Linked DNA regions of Mus musculus: regions 1 and 2 are each linked to region 3. The links are chromatin contacts, called in public promoter capture Hi-C maps. All regions are on one chromosome and are shown on one strand. The core of a region is the stretch at or near the end of the contact, and the rest is flanking DNA. Distances in the headings are between cores, read along the strand shown.

The links. Promoter capture Hi-C pulls out the DNA fragments that hold promoters and counts their contacts.
Region 1: a contact with region 3 is called in a promoter capture Hi-C map of liver, with 4 times the contacts expected there. The contact joins the promoter of Lrrc63 here to the promoter of Gpalpp1 in region 3. A contact is called at or near these places in 3 of 39 promoter capture datasets (liver and pre-B cells).
Region 2: a contact with region 3 is called in a promoter capture Hi-C map of liver, with 2.6 times the contacts expected there. The contact joins the promoter of Cpb2 here to the promoter of Gpalpp1 in region 3.

What each region holds. Positions count from the first base shown.
Region 1 is chr14:75,129,596-75,132,406 of GRCm38.p6, forward strand. It overlaps Lrrc63 (leucine rich repeat containing 63), which reads right to left and starts at 1,288. Exons shown (of 10, transcript NM_027581.1): 1 at 1,176-1,288; 2 at 1-39. It also overlaps a transcript of Lcp1 not described here.
Region 2 is chr14:75,240,908-75,243,607 of GRCm38.p6, forward strand. It overlaps Cpb2 (carboxypeptidase B2 (plasma)), which reads left to right and starts at 1,380. Exons shown (of 11, transcript NM_019775.3): 1 at 1,380-1,518. The coding sequence starts at 1,448.
Region 3 is chr14:76,109,455-76,112,248 of GRCm38.p6, forward strand. It overlaps Gpalpp1 (GPALPP motifs containing 1), which reads right to left and starts at 1,361. Exons shown (of 8, transcript NM_026177.3): 1 at 1,163-1,361. The coding sequence starts at 1,250. Nufip1 (nuclear fragile X mental retardation protein interacting protein 1) reads left to right here and starts at 1,437. Exons shown (of 10, transcript NM_013745.5): 1 at 1,437-1,872; 2 at 2,470-2,543. The coding sequence starts at 1,479.

The sequences.
Region 1 (2,811 bases), core at 38-2,537, 980 kb before region 3:
GGTTAAGTGAGAACTGAACTTCCTGAGAACGAATCGTTACTGAAAAGAAGTGGTTATCACTTAGAAAATATCCTTACGGAAACCATTCTGAGTTGCTATGATACTGAGTTTAAGCAGGCTAGCATTGTAAGGAGGGGGGGGGGGGAAAGAGTAAAAAAAATCATTTAAAATTTATTTTTGAAGTACTTTTAAAATGGCATATTTTTAATACAGGCTTAAGCATGGAGCTTAAGAAAGACAGAGAGGCATTCAAAAAGTTTAACGTTTTCTTTCTGTACTGGATATTGAAACTCTGGTCTCATGCAAGGCCATATCACTGAGCCAAATCCCCCTGCTTTCCAATTTGCTTAAAATTAGAAGTTGGGAAATACATTTGTAAGCCCAACACTTGAAAGCCTGAGACAGGAGGGTCAGCCTGGGCTACACGGGGAAGGGTGGTTTCTTTTAAAAATTTAGATTAATAATTAATATAGATAAAACATATTCTATTATTAATCTAGACCTTGCTAACATTTCCCGTGTGAGTATGAAATTCAACCAGCCAACGCTATTTTCAGTCAGTAAATGGTGACCTCTCTCCCTGCAATATAGGCATTGGCATTTCATTCACTACCTCCCAAATATTATCAGTATAGACTTAGAAGGGATTTTGGAAAAAAAAAAAAAAAAGAAGGTAAAGGCCTCTGAAATCCCACAGTATCTAACCATACACAAACGGTTTTCTTGTATGGCGATGGCTTGTTTTAACTCTCAGCTGACTTAATTTGTCCATAATTATGCAACTCCAAAATAAGACAGGCTTTTTAATACAATGAGATGTTCCAGGATGGCGGGGAATCCCAGAGAATAGGGAAATAAGGACACCAGCTGTCCTCCGCCCCCCCCCCCACGCCCCACCGCCCAAAATAAGTCTTTGTTTTCAGGGCAACCTCAAAAGTGCCTGGCACAGTGCAGCTCCGCGGAATGCCCGGCAGGCAGGGAACCCTGGTGCGGTGCAGAAGAGCGGTTTACCCGCGAAAGGTAACTGCAGGCCAGCGCTCGCTCCTGATTTGTCGGCTGGTAGCGCGTGCCCGCCCGCCACAAGTTTCCTTTTCTAGTTGGTGGGGAGACCCCATCACCACCCCCCAGTCCCCAAGTGTCCAGCTCCTACGGACCCTGCCTTCAAGCACACAGACCAGATTTCCCACGTCCATCTCCTTTATCCCTGAGTCCTGGCTGCCAGTGACTGTCTAGCGAGGTCTCCAGTTAGGTCTAATTCCATGTTTGTGCTGGACGCAGCTCCTTTAGCAGCATCCCCAAGCCCTGCTACAGCCGAATTACGCTCATAGTAAGGACCACCAACTAGTCCCCGCCCCCCAACACTTCCCCACCCCCCCGCACCCGCACACCCCCCCCCCCCAGCTAGCCCGGTAAGAAGCGCAGGCGCACGAGGGTTGGGCACGTCGGGAACTAGGGGCGGGGCATTGAGCCCCGCCCATCTGCCCCGCCCACTCGATCCACCCACTGATTTCGCCACCTTAGGCCAGTGGCCCCTAATTCTGCTGCGGGCAGCGCAGGATGCCCGGAGGCTGAAGTGGTGGAGCCGGGAGGAGTGGCTCCACGTGTAGCTGTACGGAAGGCTGTGGTGACAATCGTTATTACTATTCTTACTCTTAAAACAGTGGCCACTATTATTTACTTACTTTTCTCCATGACTTGACACCGGTGTCTGGAGACTGGGTTGGCATTTTCTAATACGGCTACACTTTTGGGCAGCTGGCCACCGTTACTCATTTTGCAGTAAAACCCTTGTCTCCAAATCGCACGTTCTGTTTTCCTTCTTGTCTCTTGGGTGCAACCTGGTTTGTCTTTCTGTTTTTAAAGTTCTTGGTGGAAGTGGAACTGTGTGGGAACCGAGAGCTGTAAGGCAGTGAGTGGTTCCAAAGCTCTTTAAAAGGACACCCAGGTCTCACTGTCACGGTGGTTGGCTGTGATTACCGGTGTTGGTGCTGTCTCCATGTTCAGTGGTAGATATACCGCGCTTGTTTGCCTGTATGTGCTTGCTTCTCTGGAGATTTGAGAACGAAAACTGGAAAGAACCTATTACAGAGACGGGAAAATCCAACTGAGAATTCAAGTAAGGGGCACTTCCTTCCAGTCACCTCCCTTAAGTGTTTCTCTTCTTAAATAAGGGTGTGGGAATTTCAATAGCACCTTGGGAAATCAGAGACTTCTAGATTCGTTTACTAACCAAGTCTTCCTTTTTCTCCTAAGAGCAAGCATATATTTTGAACCAATGGGAAAATAATTAAAGATGAATCTGGGTAATGCTGTACAACTGTTGTCCTGTGGTGTGTTGGTTGGTGGTTTTGTTATGTAGATTACTTTGTTGTTTACTAGGTACCCTTTCCAAACCAGGGATTTTATTTCACTTTCGTCTGTGTTTGTTTTACATTGCTTGGTTTCCCTGAAAGACAGGAAGCAGACAGAAAGGCAAATCTGGTGGCCACGTTTGTCTCAAGTAATGTATATTGTTCATTATTTTGTAAACAGCAGAAATGTTTCTATTCTTAAGGATAAAGGTGTGGGCAGTCTATTCTTAAAAGCTGAGACCTACTGGAATTCAGTTTCAATGACAGATGTGTTTCAAATGTATGCTTAGCTTTGCATAGTCAAAAATCAAGGCAAGTGCATTTGTTAATTAAAAAAAAATGCTTTGTCATTCTTTGCAGGTTTCTTTTGGCAACTACCATGCCAGACCCAGGGCAGTTTAATATGTAACCTCAGCAGTTGTCAGTATTTTGTTTTCTATAACTATTGCTGTAACTATAG
Region 2 (2,700 bases), core at 130-2,629, 870 kb before region 3:
TATACAGAGAAACTCTGTCTCGAAAAACCAAAAAAAAAAAAAAAAAAAAAAGAAGAGAAAAGAGAAGAAGAACGGTATTTTTAATGGAGACTCTAGAGTCTTCTCTACACAGACCCTGCTGCTCAGCTTTTTAAGCCACATTTTGCAAACTCACCTTCTATCTTCACCTAAGTTGAAAATGTTGACAAGGACACAGTCAGAGGAAGAAAGCATTCTTCTGCACTGAGGCTTCTCCATGACATGGACCAGGATCGTCTCGGCAGTCTTCATGACTGTGAGTCTTCCGTGAATCAGATCATATCCTCTGAGAATATTCCAGGCCTTCTCTGAGGGATTAATTATCTCCTAGGTGTGTCTACCCGGCTATCCACAAGCTACAATGCATTTATTTTTTTTTTTTCTTTTCTTTTTTTTTTTTTTTTTTTTTCCATTTTTTATTAGGTATTTAACTCATTTACATTTCCAATGCTATACCAAAAGTCCCCCATATCCACCCACCCCCACTCCCCTGCCCACCCACTCCCCCTTTTTGGCCCTGGTATTCCCCTGTACTGGGGCATATAAAGTTTGCAAGTCCAATGGGCCTCTCTTTCCAGTGATGGCCGACTAGGCCATCTTTTGATATATATGCAGCTAGAGTCAAGAGCTCCGGGGTACTGGTTAGCTCATAATGTTGTTCCACCTATAGGGTTGCAGATCCCTTTAGCTCCTTGGCTACTTTCTCTAGCTCCTCCATTGGGAGCCCTATGATCCATCCATTAGCTGACTGTGAGCATCCACTTCTGTGTTTGCTGGGCCCCGGCATAGTCTCACAAGAGACAGCTACATCTGCGTCCTTTCAATAAAATCTTGCTAGTGTATGCAATGGTGTCAGCGTTTGGATGCTGATTATGGGGTGGATCCCTGGCTATGGCAGTCTCTACATGGTCCATCCTTTCATCTCAGCTCCAAACTCCGTCTCTGTAACTCCTTCCATGGGTGTCTTGTTCCCAAATCTAAGGAGGGGCATAGTGTCCACACTTCAGTCTTCATTCTCCTTGAGTTTCATGTGTTTAGCAAATTGCTACAATGCATTTATAAGAGGCCCAAAGCAAAATCAGAAATTTACTAAAAGCATGAACCTTTTTGAGTTTGTTTAGTTCAATTGCATGACTTTCATGACGTCATGCCACAATGCCAGGATTAAAATTGTCTAAATTAAACACAATGGTTGAGCTCATCATCATGATTTGTTGTTTTGGTTTTTTGAGGGTTCAGATATCAGACGACCTAACTAATTGTACGTGTATGTTTCTTTTAGACTGTGGGAGTGGAGGCTCAGTAAACTGAGCTGCGGGAGCCAGAGGGAGCCCACTGTTACACTTTAACCAGTGTGCAAAGAAGGCTCTTAGGCAATTAGTTACCTGGGACTTTCTCCCCAAGGGCTTGCTCACAAGTCACTGTTGGGATGAAGCTTCATGGCCTTGGAATCCTGGTAGCCATCATCCTCTATGAGCAGCATGGCTTCGCCTTTCAGAGGTAACACCAGGGGCCTAGGCGGGCTGGGTCCTTCCCACTTGTGTGCCTCTCACAGAGCAGAAGTAGTGTCCTGGGATAGAGAGCCAACTGGGTAGAGGCCAGTTCCTTCAGAGACTTGAAGTCGTTTGGGTATAACAGGGTATCAGTAGTACTTTTTTTTTCCATTTTCTGCTTTCATTTTACCAGTGTGATAAGTATACTCAGAGGCTATGGAGATTAAATAAACAAATCGGACCTTGACGAATCGCCTGTACCTTCACATAACACATGATTTATATTCTTCCTGCCTTAACACATAGATATATGAACTAAATAAATAAGTTTTAATCTTGTTCATAGAGCATAGGAGAGGCTAAAGGTAAAGGTATGAAATAGACCTGGATTACACACAGTCATTGAGCAGAGACCGAGAGAGGGTGCTGAGTTACAATGGACGGATAGAAGAACTTAGCTATTTCTTCATTAGCTTCGTTGGAGTGATTTCCTGAGAATCTTTGACCGTAAACTAATTAGGACACAAATGAATAAATGTTAGAGCACACTGAATACATGGGATAACAGTTGCAGCATACCTGCTTGGTTATTATTATTAACTAGGCGAGGCTAAGCTTTAAAATTGACATATAACTTTGGGATGGTGATACTTTTTTTTTGTTTTGTATCTATAACCCTTTTCCAGTTGTCTCTGAGATGGGCCCTTGTCTTCTTCTTACAGAATCGCAGGGAGAGACAGCACTTGATCTGTCTGGGTGGGGAAAAGTCTATGCGTCAAAATCTTTTCTGAGTTAGAAAACCCATAGAATGTTCACTCATTCAGGTAATGTTGTACAGCTGAAGCTGTGTTTAGGATAGCTGGCTGATTCTCTTTTGTTCAGTGTGATTGTCAAGTAGCAAGCAGTAAATTCCATTGTGAGAGACTGGCTGTTAATGAGTTCATACAAAGATCAGAAGTGCTAGAACAGTTGGTGACTCGTGCATCTATATTTTATTAATAGTTAAGTAAGTATGATTTTAGGATCTTTGTAGGTTCTAATATTCCATAACTTGATGACTGTCTTTTGTTAGAAGGTAGCAGCAACTCTGATAACATCATCTAACCCTAACCGTAACCGTAACCGTAACCCTGACCCTAACCCTAATCCTAACTGTAACCGTAACCCTGACCCTAACCCTAACCCAGTT
Region 3 (2,794 bases), core at 111-2,610:
TTTGGTAAACTGGTAGGATTCTGAAACTGAGGGTGTATAACAGAGGAGATAGATAGACGGACAGACAGATAGATACACATGCACACACATACACAGTGCATAGTGGCACTCTTTGTAAGAGTTAAAAACAAAAACAAAACCAGAATCTACCCAAATGTCTGTTACCTGTACAATAGGTAAAGAAATTGCAGGGGATTTACCAAATTGAATTCACTCATACTTCTTCAACCTAACTGGGTAGAAATTTCCTTCCTAAAACAAAGAATAAAGGGAATTTTTAAAAATAACGGCACTAGAAATAAGATCTGGAAGGAAGAATCTGCCGGAGACATAGTCTCTGGGTAGCCAGAAAAACAAAGTCAGATCAACATTCTGTCAGTTTTGTTCTTTCCCAAGTAGAGTCAGCGCCGGCCTTCAAACTGGAACAAACACTAAAGCCGGAAAAGCATGAAAGAGTGTGCGAGGTATTGATGTGGCATAGATGCATGTTAAGGTTGCAAGACACAGTGAATTGGTGGAGACTGAGATATCCACAAATTAGTTGAACAGAATGTGTTAAATATTAGCGTAACTGGGGAGAGGAAAACCCGGAGGAAGACGTGACAATGCTCGGGAAGGTGACGCTTAAACTGGTATATGAAGGACGTTTTGTCAGGCATTTAAGTACAACCATAGCACCCCCAAAAGTCTATCGTCAAAGCATAAACTCGAACTGTGTGGGCACTGGGCTGCTGTGTAAGATGGAATGATAGAATGAGGTCGGGAAGTCAGGCCGGGGAGGAGAGAGGCACAGGATCTTTGGCAAGAGTCTTGTAAATCTGAAGATATAGAGATACTAGGTTCTAACTTGGGCTTCATCACGGACTAGCTGCGTGTCTTAGGCACCGATTCATCAGCCGCTGTCATCATTTGTAACACATGCACCATCCATCATCTTTTCTTATACAGTTGATGGAAGGGTTAAACAGACGACCGGACGAAGATTGATCAGTTAGCACAGTCCTATTCGTAATAATAGCAAATTGGGACTGTATAGTCATTTTAACGATGATCGGGTCCCAAACACTCAGGCGTTGCCCAGCTTTTCCCCCAGGGCGGACCGCGCCCACTCCACGGTGGTCGCCAGTCCTTCCCGGGAGTGCAGACGCCCGCTGCTGCTTACCCGGGCTCGGGTCCCGTTCCTCGTCCTCAACTGTCGCGTGCTCCTTGAAGCCTGGCGGCAGTGCCGGCCCGATCAGGTCCCTAGCCATTCGCTGCGACGCACAGTCGCTCAAAGCCCAAGCCAACCTGCACACGCAGTTTAGCTAAACCCAGGCTGGACGGTGTAGACCAGGATTTGCTGCAAGGCCCGAAGGTTTTTCCGGCTTTGTCTGATGACGTAAGCCCGCGATGGGCTCATTGGCCAGATTACTGTAACGGAAGTGACGCTTAATGATAGTTCCACAGTTGCACTTTGGGCTCGCTGCTTGCTAGGTGGCATGGCTGAACCGGCACCCGCCGTGTGGCCTTCGGCCCCGGATCTGACTCCCGCGCCCGGGACTCCGAGCGAAGCTGCGCCGCCGCGGGACAACTGGGTGTACTGGGCCATGCTGCCGCCGCCACCACCTCCTCTGTCGTCCCCAGTGGCGGGCTCGGAGCAGAGCCGGAAGGGACAGCCTCACGTGCTGCCCCAGCCTCCCTCCGGAGCGCTTCCACCGTTCGATGCTCAGATTCTTCCCGCGGCGCAGCCTCCTTTCGATGCCCAGGCTCCGCCCGATGCTCAATCTCAGTTCAGCGGCCAGCAGGCCTGGAATTTGCAAGCCTCCACGCCTTGGTACTGGGGATTGTCTCCTAATGGTTTTTCCACGTACCACACGTCTTACCAATCTCCGGGTAAGCTGCAGTTCCTAGTGGCCCTACTTTACTTTCTCTTTCTTTCCTCTCCCAGCTTTCTCTTTTTATCTCTCAGCTTTGCGCTGTAGTTTTGGAGGCTGGTAATGAGTATTCAAAATGTGTCTCACTAGGTTTCCTGCCACCTGCTCATCCAAAATTTTATTAATTTAACCCAACTATAAAACTGGGGACTACTTGCATAGCAGTAAACAAAACATACAAAAATCCATACCTTTTGAGAGCTTCCTATCCCCTCAGTGTAGGAAGACGCGATACAGGAGATAAAACTAGGTATTAGGAAGTAATGATTGTATGTATGCATTAGAAAAGGATTGATTGGGGGGGAGGTGGAGAAATGGGTTGGCGATGAGACTCTATTGCTCTTGCAGAGGACCAAAGCTCGGTTCTCAACATCCACACTGGGCTCTCAACTGCCTGTAACTCCAGCCTCAGAGGAGCCGATAGCTTTCTTCTGGCCTCCAAGAGTACCTGCACTCCATGCTACCTACACAGTTTTTGTTTTTAATCTAAGAAAAAAATGATCAATAAACAATTGTACCTTTGCAATCTTAAATGAAACCCTCTTTTCTTTTTTAGTTACACATTCTTATTTTCCACGATCACATGATGCAAAATTCAATTTGCCTCAAAACAGAAAACAGAAAACGAAGGTAATTCCAAGATGATAAATGTGGCCTTTTGAACTTGAATGTTACTGCTCTATATATTAAGTTGTAACTGTCAGTGTTTCACATCTGTGGTGGACATGGAGAGCTTTACTTGGGTAGTATGTTTAAGGAACTTAATTATAAGTAAAATGTTGAAACAAAATAGTATTGAAAAATAAATGATGAAATTATAGGAAAAGAAAGAACATTAAAACCGTCTTGGTGCCAGGCGGTGGTGGCTCACACCTTTAATC